Regions from separate parts of the Sus scrofa genome. Here region 2 is linked to region 1. The links are chromatin contacts, called in public HiChIP or PLAC-seq maps. All regions are on one chromosome and are shown on one strand. The core of a region is the stretch at or near the end of the contact, and the rest is flanking DNA. Distances in the headings are between cores, read along the strand shown.

Region 1 (5,173 bases), core at 2,083-4,582:
TTTGGGCAAAATCAAATCTGGTTATCTTGGACCCTGATAGGCCTCTCCATCTCTCATTGTAAGAAGCTGAAAATGAAATCGCCTGTGCCAAATCAATCTCCCTAATTGCCTTGGTCACCATCACATGCCATTTGGACAGGAGTCCTGCTAAATGGCATCCAAAGGCCAAATAAGACGTGACATTGAGAGTAACCCAGCTCCATAATGCCTCTTATCCCAGTGTGATTTGAAGGACAATAGTCTGTCTTGTAAACCCTGAAGATTTAGGAAGTGCCAGGGTATATGAAACTATTCGCAGACCTCTAGAATGTTAGAGCTGGAAGTGACCTTGGAAGATCACTATTTCTGTTTTTTCATTCTCCAGACAAAAAAATATTTAGTCATGCTCCCTCTCTCTTCACCTGTGACATGAAATCTTTAACCTTGTAGCAGCAAGTTTTGGCCTCCAGGGTATCTGTAATGTATTTGTCTATATGCAGCATGTTATTGGTATCATCTACACATCTTTCCTCCCTCATTCGACCCACTCTCCCTCACACATACAAACACCACACTTACATACACCACACACACACACATATACACAGTTACATATATACACAGAGAGACATACACACACAAATATCATACATGCATGCACAAACACGAGACTTACACATCACACTCCACATACATACATACATACACAGTTACATACACACAGGGCGAACCATTATTTGAAATTTTTTGAAGGGAGTGATTATTCTCTTCACAGATGTGATTCCAAACCTATCAGGAACTCAATAGAACTTGATTGAATAAAATTACGGAATTCTCAAGTGAATCCCATGTTTTGAATTCATGGCAGTCTTAGTGCTTCTTCTAAATTTTCCTTGAGCCCTTGATTCTGTCTCTGCCCACACAATAATTTTTGTGGGGCAGCTCTTGTGGTGGGGCCTGGATTGAGAAATCTGGTGGGCATTCTCCCTCTGGGTCTGCCTGGTGGCATCTGCAGGGCCACACTGCCACCTGCTGTGGGCATCTTCAAAGTAACTGAAGGAAAAGCTGCCAAATACTGTGGGATGCCTTTGTTCTTCAAAACACAAGTCAAACTGCAATTAATCAACATTTATTAAAATTAATTCTAACACGTTCATTAACTTTTAAGGGAATTACAAGGCACACAGCATTATTGGATGTCTACATGAAGTGTTCTTTTCAGGAGAGAGAACAACATTAATAGGATGGGAGGCACCGAATATGGGGGCCTCAGAGCTCAAGCACTTGGTGGCTTATCCAGAATATTATTACACTGCCCTTTAATCAGATCTTTAGAAAACTTAGACTGAAACCTTCACATTAGCTGCCAAATGTGCTTATCCTGCCACAGTCTGCAAATACGTGCTGTCCCACCTTTCCCAGAAATGATATTCTGACCAAGACACGTTTAAGTGTTCTGAGATGTCATTTTAAAATGTGTCCTCAAAAGTTCCCATTGTGGCTCAGTGGGTTAAGAACCCGACATAGTGTCCTGAGGATGTGGGTCCCATCCCTGGACTGCTCAGAGAGTTAAGGATCTATCATTGCCGCAAGTTGAGGTGTAGGTAGAACATAGATTCGGCTCAGATCTGTTTTGGCTGTGGCTGTGGCATAGGCCAGTGGCTATGGCACCGATTTGACCCATAGCTAGGAATTTCCATATGCCTCGAGTGCCACCATAAAAAGAAAAGAAAAAAAACTGTCCTCAAAGAACATGACCTCAGAGTAGTGGTGAGTTATGACTTTATACCACCTTAACCTTATCTGTTGAAAAAATAGATAAATATGTATTTGAACTTCCTATAGGAGTTAGTCCACATAGTATTCTCAATGCATTTTTTAAAAAAGAACCAAACTTCAGACTTGGCTCTCCTACATATGGAATTCTATTTTTGTAGGCTCACAGAGAGTATTTTATTTCTCTTTATACTGGGAAGTAAAATATTCAAAGATCTGAACATAAAAGAATAAGCGGTTAGGGGTGGACAGGGCAGGAATAGGAAGAGTGAACGAGGTGGATGTTTCATTGGTCTGGGTTTTTGATTTTGGAGGCTGCAAGTCTCAGAAGTTATACAACAGCTCCACTCTAGGGCCTTTGGTGGAATAACACTCCAAGCTTTCCCAGCCCTATTTCCCCCTAGGTGTAATCCAAGACAATTATGCAAAGGGTTAACCTGGCACAAATTATAGTGGTATTTTAGTAGTAGCCTATTTATTTTATATTTTAAGGTATTAAATGTTTAAAATAATTATGCTGAGATGTCAAACAAAAGGTACTGACTAATCTAGATGGCTTGAGTCAGCTATTCACTACATGCTCTTCTAGGGCAAGTAACCTCCCTGGGTCTCACTTTCCCATCTCTATAATGGGTGGGTTGGTCTATAAATTTACACATGTCGCTACAGTAGTCAATAGTCACAAATGGTTATTTAAATTCAAATTTAGATGAATTAAAGTTGAATAAAATTTAAAATTCAGTTCCTTAGTGATATTAGCCTTATTTCAAATGCTCAATAGCCACATGGGGCTGGTGGATACTAAACTGAACAGAGCAGACAGAGAACATGTGCATCACAGCAGAAAGTCCTTATGGGCAGCGTAGGCATAGCTAATTTTTAGGTCACCTCTCACATTGAGAAACTACATGCTTCTAGCAAAAAAAAAAAAAAAAAAAAAAAAGTTTTTGAGACCAATTTGATCAGGGTGAACCATGCAAAGAACAACTTGAAAATCCAAATGGAAGAAGAAAGGAAAAGAAGAAAATGAGATCCAGGTTCTAGGCTTCATGCCACATTCACTGCTGCTATCTGATAAGCCAATCCTGTTTTCATTCCAGTCTTCAAACCAACTCATCTGCAAAATGAGGAGAAATCAAGAGCCTGCATCCATCATCAGCATTCTAAGCAAGGGGGAATCTAATGTGCAGCATAAATTTTCAGTGGTGACAGCTCAGGAAAGAATCTGCTGACAATCTTGTGTTCACTCGAGGAGTACAGCCCACGCAGCAGGCTGCCTGGTTGTCTTAAGGACACTGAGGTGATTTTCCACCATTGCACATTGAAGGGACTTCCTAATAAATCAGTCATGAGCTGGCTATTACAACAACTCTGGCATAGCCTGGCCCACCAAAGTGGACCTTGGCCACACTCCAGAAAGCAGTGTGCTTGGAATCAACAGCAGGAAACAGAGGTCTTGCTAATGGCACGTGCCTGTGGTGTCTGGAGCCACAACAAGAACCTGGGCTGCATGCAGCCACACCATAAATCCACCTAGCTAGTCCTGAAGCCACACACACACACATAGCCACACCTGGTCCAGGCTCCTATCAGCTCAGATCTCTGCCAAGGATCTGGCCAACAAGCAAAGCTACTACTGTACTCAGCTTTCCCTTTTCTAAGAGCAGGAAGTAGGGTGAAGGGGGAAACTGTGGCATTGTGAAAATCTGGGGCTTTGTCCTAAGCATTCAGTACCTGAAGGAGCCTCATGCAGATGTCTGGATCATTCATTCTTTGCTCCCTGTTGAAAGGCCATCAGGGCCCCATACTCTGAGTGTGGTGATGGCCTCTTAAGAGGCTGGGATAAAGTCACTATCATTGTAGCTTCCCCACGTACAGTCAAGCCAGCATCTGGAAGGTTAGGGAGAATGTGCAACACTGAAGTGGTGTTGTCCCCCCTCAGAAAATCCTCCTTTCTGGAATGAAGCCAGGCTAGATACACTGTTCCACTGCCATTCAGCCCTCCTGGATCTAACCAGTGAGAATGGGGCCAGCAGGAGGCGGAAGTGAGTGAGGCAGGCTGTTGAGTGGAGCAGTGCAGGAGGCCAGAAGGCAAGCTCCAAGGAGCCCTGAGCCACAACCTCAGCAACACTGGGTAGAATAACCGAGGAGCATCGTTCAGGGCAGCTGAGAGAAGCTCTTTCTGAGCCAAGGCAGCTGGCCAGCTGTGTCACCCATATGAGGCAGAAGGCAGAAGTGGCCAAGCTCTGTGCAGAACAGCTGCTCTATGGGGGCCCCTGTGCTAGGTGGGGTGTGCCCATCACTCCCCACAGACACCCAGATATAGCCATGAGCTAGCAAGTTTATCAGCATTGTTTCCAGCACAAAAGACAATAGTAGCTATTCAGATCTTTAAAAATCCTTCCCTTCTGACTAGTGCAGCTGAAAATAACAAACTGCCGAATAGGACACCAAGTTCTTCTGAGGTTTGGTGCTTAGCATTTACATTACTGGCTATTCCAAATCCTCCCCATGGTGAAAGATGACAAGAATACCCCGCTGCCTGCAAAAGGGATGTGGAAAGAAGAAAATTGCAATGAAAAAAAGTATATAAATGAATTTGGGCAGGCTGTGAATGTGAGCTGGGCTAGGGAGGGGCTGAATGTGTTCACTGGGGCCAGAGATCAAGCTCTGGGAACTCCTGTTTCCACTGTGCTTTGTCCATGGCATTTTCCTGGCCCCGTGAAGAGGAGACATGTGCATAGGACTAGGATAGATACAAACACAGCCTGGGGAGCAGATTTGGAAGCAAAGCCTACCCAGAGCATTTTTCATATTCAGTCATCAGGGACTCGGGTTATTTTGTTCTCAAAAAAAATAAAAAATAAAAAATAAGTGAAGCTGGGAGAATGCAAATTCACATTCAAAAACACATGAAAAAATTGTGCACCCTCCTAAAGACAAGAATTATGCCCTCCCTCAGTTGCAATGTGAGCCTGGGGACTAAAGCAGTGTAAGTCATGGCCAAGAATAAAGAGATAAAGGACTAACGACCTCATTTGTCTTAGACACAGGGGAATTCCCCTACCCTACCACGCCTCAGTCTCAATATATGTGGGCAAACCAGAGATCACATGGCTGGAAGTTCATAAAAATAGCCTTTGCTCATGGCTCTGTTTTCTAATTCAGTGAGGAGATAACACAAGGATGTTTCCAAAGGCTTCATCACTCCATTGTAAAACTGGTTTTGACAAAAAATTCTCCTGCAACCCACTAGATCACTGAACTCTGTGGGATGAAAACAGAGCAGATAAACATTGATTTTACATAGTCTTGGACCACTTGCTTTGGCTGTTCTTTTTGGTTACCATGGCCATAGTATAATTTCTTTCCACAATTCTTGTCTGCTTTTCTTTTCAAAAACCCTAACATAACATTA
Region 2 (5,536 bases), core at 2,045-4,544, 720 kb before region 1:
TTAGTATTTATTTTCCCAGACTACAAGGATGTTCATCTGATACAGACCCAGAAAAATCTAGCACTCCAAACTGCTGGTAATTGTTACCAGTCCATTGGCATGGAACCCAAATATGTTCAATTACACTGTAATCTGAGTTGGGAATCTGCCTTCCAGAAGTGTAAGACACTCTTTTTCCCCTAGAACAAATTACTTGAATAATATGAAGCTGGAATTGCCAATTGTCACTTTCTCTGTCATGTGAATAGAAACTACAAAATTAACTCAAGTGGATCTGTCTCCATTTGAGTTAATTCTCTTTTGGAAAGGAGATTTTGGATAGCAGTGAGACCTTTGTTCCGTTCTTGAGGCTCTTTTTTTTTTTATTCTAAGCTACTCCCACATCCTCCTCAGCTTCATGAATCAGAGCATTTCCTTTCTGTATAAATTTGTTGCATTAGATCCTGCCAATGATAAAAATTTGGCATTTAAAGAATAAGCAGAGGTAGAGGTGTCTACAAAGATAGTGCCATGTACTCCATAGAGTTACATAATTCAACGAAGACATGATGACTGATCATATTCAAGAAGTAACTCCCAGGCTTTTCTTCATACTAGTCATAAAAACCACCTCTGGGAGAATAAAATAATGCAATTGAAAATACATTGACCTCACAGAGAAAGCCCAGGAAGGAGGAGAAGACAAAAGTGAGTATACCCATAAAGGGATACAAAAGAAATCATGAAAGAAGATGACAATAACTTGAGATTTGGATAAAATCAACCAAAATTCATAAGTAACAATGGAAAGTATTTGAATTATAAATGTGTCATACTTTAGGCTACTGCAGTTTTGTTCTATACAAGATCTACTATCAAATAATTATTTTCCTAAAATGAAACTTCCTTCTGAAACACTAGAGCCAGCATTTTGGCAAGAAGTTTGTTTTTTTTTTTAATTATTTTTTTGCTGGTGCTAGAGCCAGCTGATTTTGCCTCCATGCCAGAAATTTTCCTAGCCTTAGGGATACATAATGAGCACATTTCTACTAAAAGGAAACTGAGTTTTCACATTTTAAAAATGAAGATTTCTAATACATAGAAATAAGCTCAGTTAGTGCTGAGATTTCCCAAGAGATCTTAACAATGCATACAATTAAAATATTAAATATTATAATTTTGAGTATATTACAATTACAGGGTTGATCTGGTTTTTTTTATAAGAATTGAAACTCAAAATTTCTGAATTCCAATTACTTTCATCTGAAACAACAGAATAATAAACGCTTTGGGGGGGAAGGGGAGGGGGAGGGGGATGGTAACGAAACACAACAAAACTCTTTTTAACCACCTAGAATTCATAACTGTCCCAAACTTTTTAGATCATCTTGATATATTGTATACAGTTCTCATATTGTGTACACAGTTTTATACAGGGGAGAAAACAAAACAAAGCAAACAACCCCCCCCCAACACACACACAAATAAAACGGTATATCTCCCAGATTCCTTTGTGGCCAGGTTACAGTCATGTACCTATGCCAGCTGACTTCTTGAAATATGGATGTGGGAGGAACAATATGAGGTAGTAGCTGTGTAGGAGAATCATCTTCTGGCACACAGCATAGAAAGGTACTGCTGATTCTGGAGTAGCTCCAAATGCTCACAGAGTGATTGGCTCTCAACAGCAGCTGTTGATGATCCTGGGATGTGGTGGGCATTGTTACTGATGACTTTGTCCTAAGTGTAACATCCCAGCTTGGTTTCTCTAGCCATTTCAGGGTCCATGTGTTATCAAACATCATGACATAAACCACTCTCTGCTTAAATTTGCAAGAGTGAATTCAGCTGATGTGATTAAGGACTAATGGCTTAAGATGTGAAGGGAAAAATTTATATCAGCAGACCTTTATGTACTATAGCAATAGACGATGGTGTTGTTTTTATGAGAATTGTTACAAACCCTTCAAAAATTCTAATCTGTGACATTACTTCACTTTTGTGTGTATGTTTCCTAAAAACAATGAAGCAAAATATGAATAAATTTTATAAAAATGCCAATTACTCTCCTTTCACATAATTGACTATTTATAATAGGTACTTTTGAATTTAAGAATAGGACAAATTTGTCCCCAAAATTTTAAGTACCATGTCTGAAATCATTCCATGAAAAGATGAGCAGGGAATGCCATGAGCAAGGAATGCTTTCAGCTAGCTATGAAAGCAAGAAGGGCGAGAGTGACTCTGACAAGCTCATGCATCTTAAATTCAGCACCACTCTATGCTGCTTCCCAAGAGGATGCCTAAGTAGCACTAGACAATGAAGATATCTGGTAATAGGGTGCATTGATACAGAAACTTTACATGCATGTAAATGAGAACAGTCAAGTCCCAGAGGAATCAGCTAGGAACCAGAACTGTCACTCTTTGTGAAAAGAAAACATGCACACTGTAGCAGTAGTAGCAGCAATAAGACTGCAAATAACGGATTGGGAAACATGATAATTGGATTTTCTGATTCTCAATAAAACATGTTTCAAGAAAATTATATTGATGAGGGAACATATGGGTTTTAAAATTAAAAATAAAATCTAGAAGTGCCTTTTGTTCATATTAAAATGTTAACTTATCTTTCAATATTCAAACTCATTAAACAAATGATTATTGCACCAATTGCCCTGCCCCAAACACATGCCCTGCAGCACACACTCACTTGCATCATAACACAAACACCTCCTATATTGGAAAACTCTTCTCTGTTTTCTTTGCCTGTTTCTAGCTTTGGTTTCTGCTTTCAGAGAGTGAGCCACTGAATGTTTTCCATTTGCAGTGAGAAAGCTCATTGAGATTACATTGGATCTCTGAAGTTAAAGTGCCATCTTGTGCCAAAAGAAAGCATCTCAATAGAGACCATTTTTAACATTAGCAAGACACATGCTCATTTTCATTTAATAGGGATATATCAAAAGCATGCAATGCTCTTAGTATTAAGCCACTTAAACCTGAACACGTTAATAAAAATACATATATGTCTTCATCTCATTTTGTTAACGTCATGTTAAGCTTTATTTTGGGAAGTTTAAATCATGCATTATTCACGCATACTGCTGCATTCTGCCTCTTGTTATTACCTTACTATCAGCCTAAACAGATGCTATAGACTTCATTTCTCACGCAAAAATAAAGATTGTTTAAGACTGATGTACTAGTTCTTTAGTTCTTTCAGGACCAAGGGCAACCCTAGACTCTCTAAATAAACTTGTACTGCCTGTACCAATCATGCTATTTGGAACTGATCCATTCTATTTCAAGAATTCAAATGGCAGCAAGGCTCAAAACATCGTTCCCAGGAGGGAAGGCCAATGCCAGCACATACTATGCTGCCAGTGCACAGTCAGCGATTGCAGGAGTTCTGCACAGTAAACAAAATGGTTTCCTGTATTTAGCCTGACAGCTTTCAAAAGCTGTCTCATGGGACTGGAAAGGGGTTTTATAGTACTCGTCATTCTGACAATTGCACGATGTTAACAACACACAGGATTGCCATTCACTGGGTATTATAAGACTTTAAATTAATAATGTATAAGTGAAAAACATTTTTAAATAAAGAATCTTAATCATATTTTAAAATGTAGTAAGTAATATAAACTATGTAATTATACCATAAACCACAGCCCATCATCTGGAACATATCTCTCTTGTAATCTCAACAATGATGAAAGAAAAACAGTTACTAAAATAGAGACACTAGTTTACAGAGAATGTGAAATCAAGCAGAAATCTAGGAGAGCTGATTCCAGGGTCAGTGATCTGATAGTGTCAGGTAAGACAGACTGGTGTCCAAATATAACCTAAAATACACACAAAGGATCAATTAGATAATTGCTGTTCCTCTTGAAAAAAGGTCTCGGAAAGGATGAACATGTTTAAGACTCTTCCATTTAAAAATATACTGTCTTAGTCTTCCTTTTTCTTATCCAAATGACAGTTAAACTCTTTGAAATAGCATTCTTTTTGTTTATAACACAGCCCTTCTAGGACCATAAAAGGAACCACCAGAAAGAGAAACAAATATATTCTTGAAATTATTCTTAACACTTTTTCTGCACCAAGAAATAAAGTTTTTGATGAATTTCTAATCTGCCTAATTCTTCTCTTCATACTGGAAGTTGTAGGAATTCATGATAACAGTCATATAAGCTATTGCTAGTATTAATTTCTGTGAAATATAGTAATGATATGGTATCTAATTTTATCCTTTTGTTTAAAGCTTTATCAGGTAGTTTCAGTTTTATAATTAATTCTTTTATTGAGCATTTATTATATGTCTACCATTCAAAGGAGTATTAAAAAAAATCTTATTCAGTCCTCACAATTGCAAAGACACATAATGATAAAACCTAAGAGCTTACCAAAGTTAAAAAGCTAATCAGAGTTGGCTAAATCCATTGAAACCACACTGTCAACCCAACTTTCAACAACTCTGACAAATTAACAAAAAATGATATGCTCTTTTTTTTAATAAAAAATATTACTTCAATTAAAAGCATTGCAGCATTTCAATATACAGGTTATGTTTAGATGACTTGTGTATAGTTTAACTTATAGAATATAAATGCTCACGGTGGTTTTGTTCAGGTTCCTTCTAACAATTAAATGAAATGCTATGTTAGGTTCTTCTGCTAAATATCTCAGACTATGTACTTTTGAGTTAAGTGACATCAGCTGTGCCAGGGCCTCCCAATATGGTTTTGTTCTGTTATAAAATGGCTTTCCATTGGGTTTGTCTGTTTTCTTTCACACAGTCCACTGTATACAGGGGACACAGTGGTGAGAGGGCTCATATTAGTGATATTCAAGACCCCTGAGGCAGCACTGGTAAGACCCTCCTTTCATACAAGATATACCCTTTCCCTTGCTCCACTTCCCCTTCCACATTTGCACAATCTTTGTTTCTTTCTCTCCCATTTGAGCAGTGAGAGTTTGAGAGTAGACATGAAGAGCATCATCTCAAATGTGCAGGAGCCACAGTCTACTAGTCTTTTAAGAGGAAAAAAAATGACGTTTTATACGCCAAGGCACAGGCACTGCTCTGTGGGGTCTCTCCAACAGACATTCAACACATTGCAGATGATATACAGTGCAGTGGATGAGGTGATAGTCTGAGAGGCAGATCAACTCAAGTTGTCTATTTGACAGGGGGTCCTTGAAAGCCATGACAAGGCTCATGGCAGCTCAATATTTCAGTAAACAAAAATCATGTATCTTTATAACTACCAACTATCCTTCTTTTTATTTTTCCATATTCTTTGGGTTCATCTGTTGCTTCTGAGGACAGGACACTGTGGAGGGTATTTAAATCTGAACTACCAATGACTTTGATCATATAATTCATCTTTTTTTTTTTGGTAGTCAGGCTTCCCTACTAGAAAAAGTGAGAAAGACCTCTCTCTCTCTTCCCCTGACTCTTTTTCTCTCTATTCATAAACATACGCACACATTCAAATATATTTACTTTGTTTTATTGCCACACCCTCAGCGTATGGATGCTCCCAGG

What was found. HiChIP or PLAC-seq counts read pairs in DNA pulled down with a chosen protein or histone mark.
Region 2: a contact with region 1 is called in an H3K27ac HiChIP or PLAC-seq map of skeletal muscle, with 7 times the contacts expected there. The contact joins two enhancer-like sites. A contact is called at or near these places in 1 of 47 Hi-C or Micro-C datasets (epiblast stem cells) and 1 of 2 datasets of contacts at active chromatin or transcription factors (skeletal muscle).

The regions. Positions count from the first base shown.
Region 1 is chr13:101,250,805-101,255,977 of Sscrofa11.1, reverse strand. No RefSeq gene overlaps it. Among named protein-coding and RNA genes, the nearest start is that of OTOL1, 110 kb to the right of the region's middle. Within about 2 kb of position 3,332, at least 9 of the 83 cell types and tissues checked have an H3K27ac peak or open chromatin away from gene starts, as enhancers often do. A contact at or near this core is called in skeletal muscle, where this site is marked.
Region 2 is chr13:101,972,604-101,978,139 of Sscrofa11.1, reverse strand. No RefSeq gene overlaps it. Among named protein-coding and RNA genes, the nearest start is that of OTOL1, 840 kb to the right of the region's middle. Within about 2 kb of position 3,294, at least 5 of the 83 cell types and tissues checked have an H3K27ac peak or open chromatin away from gene starts, as enhancers often do. A contact at or near this core is called in skeletal muscle, where this site is marked.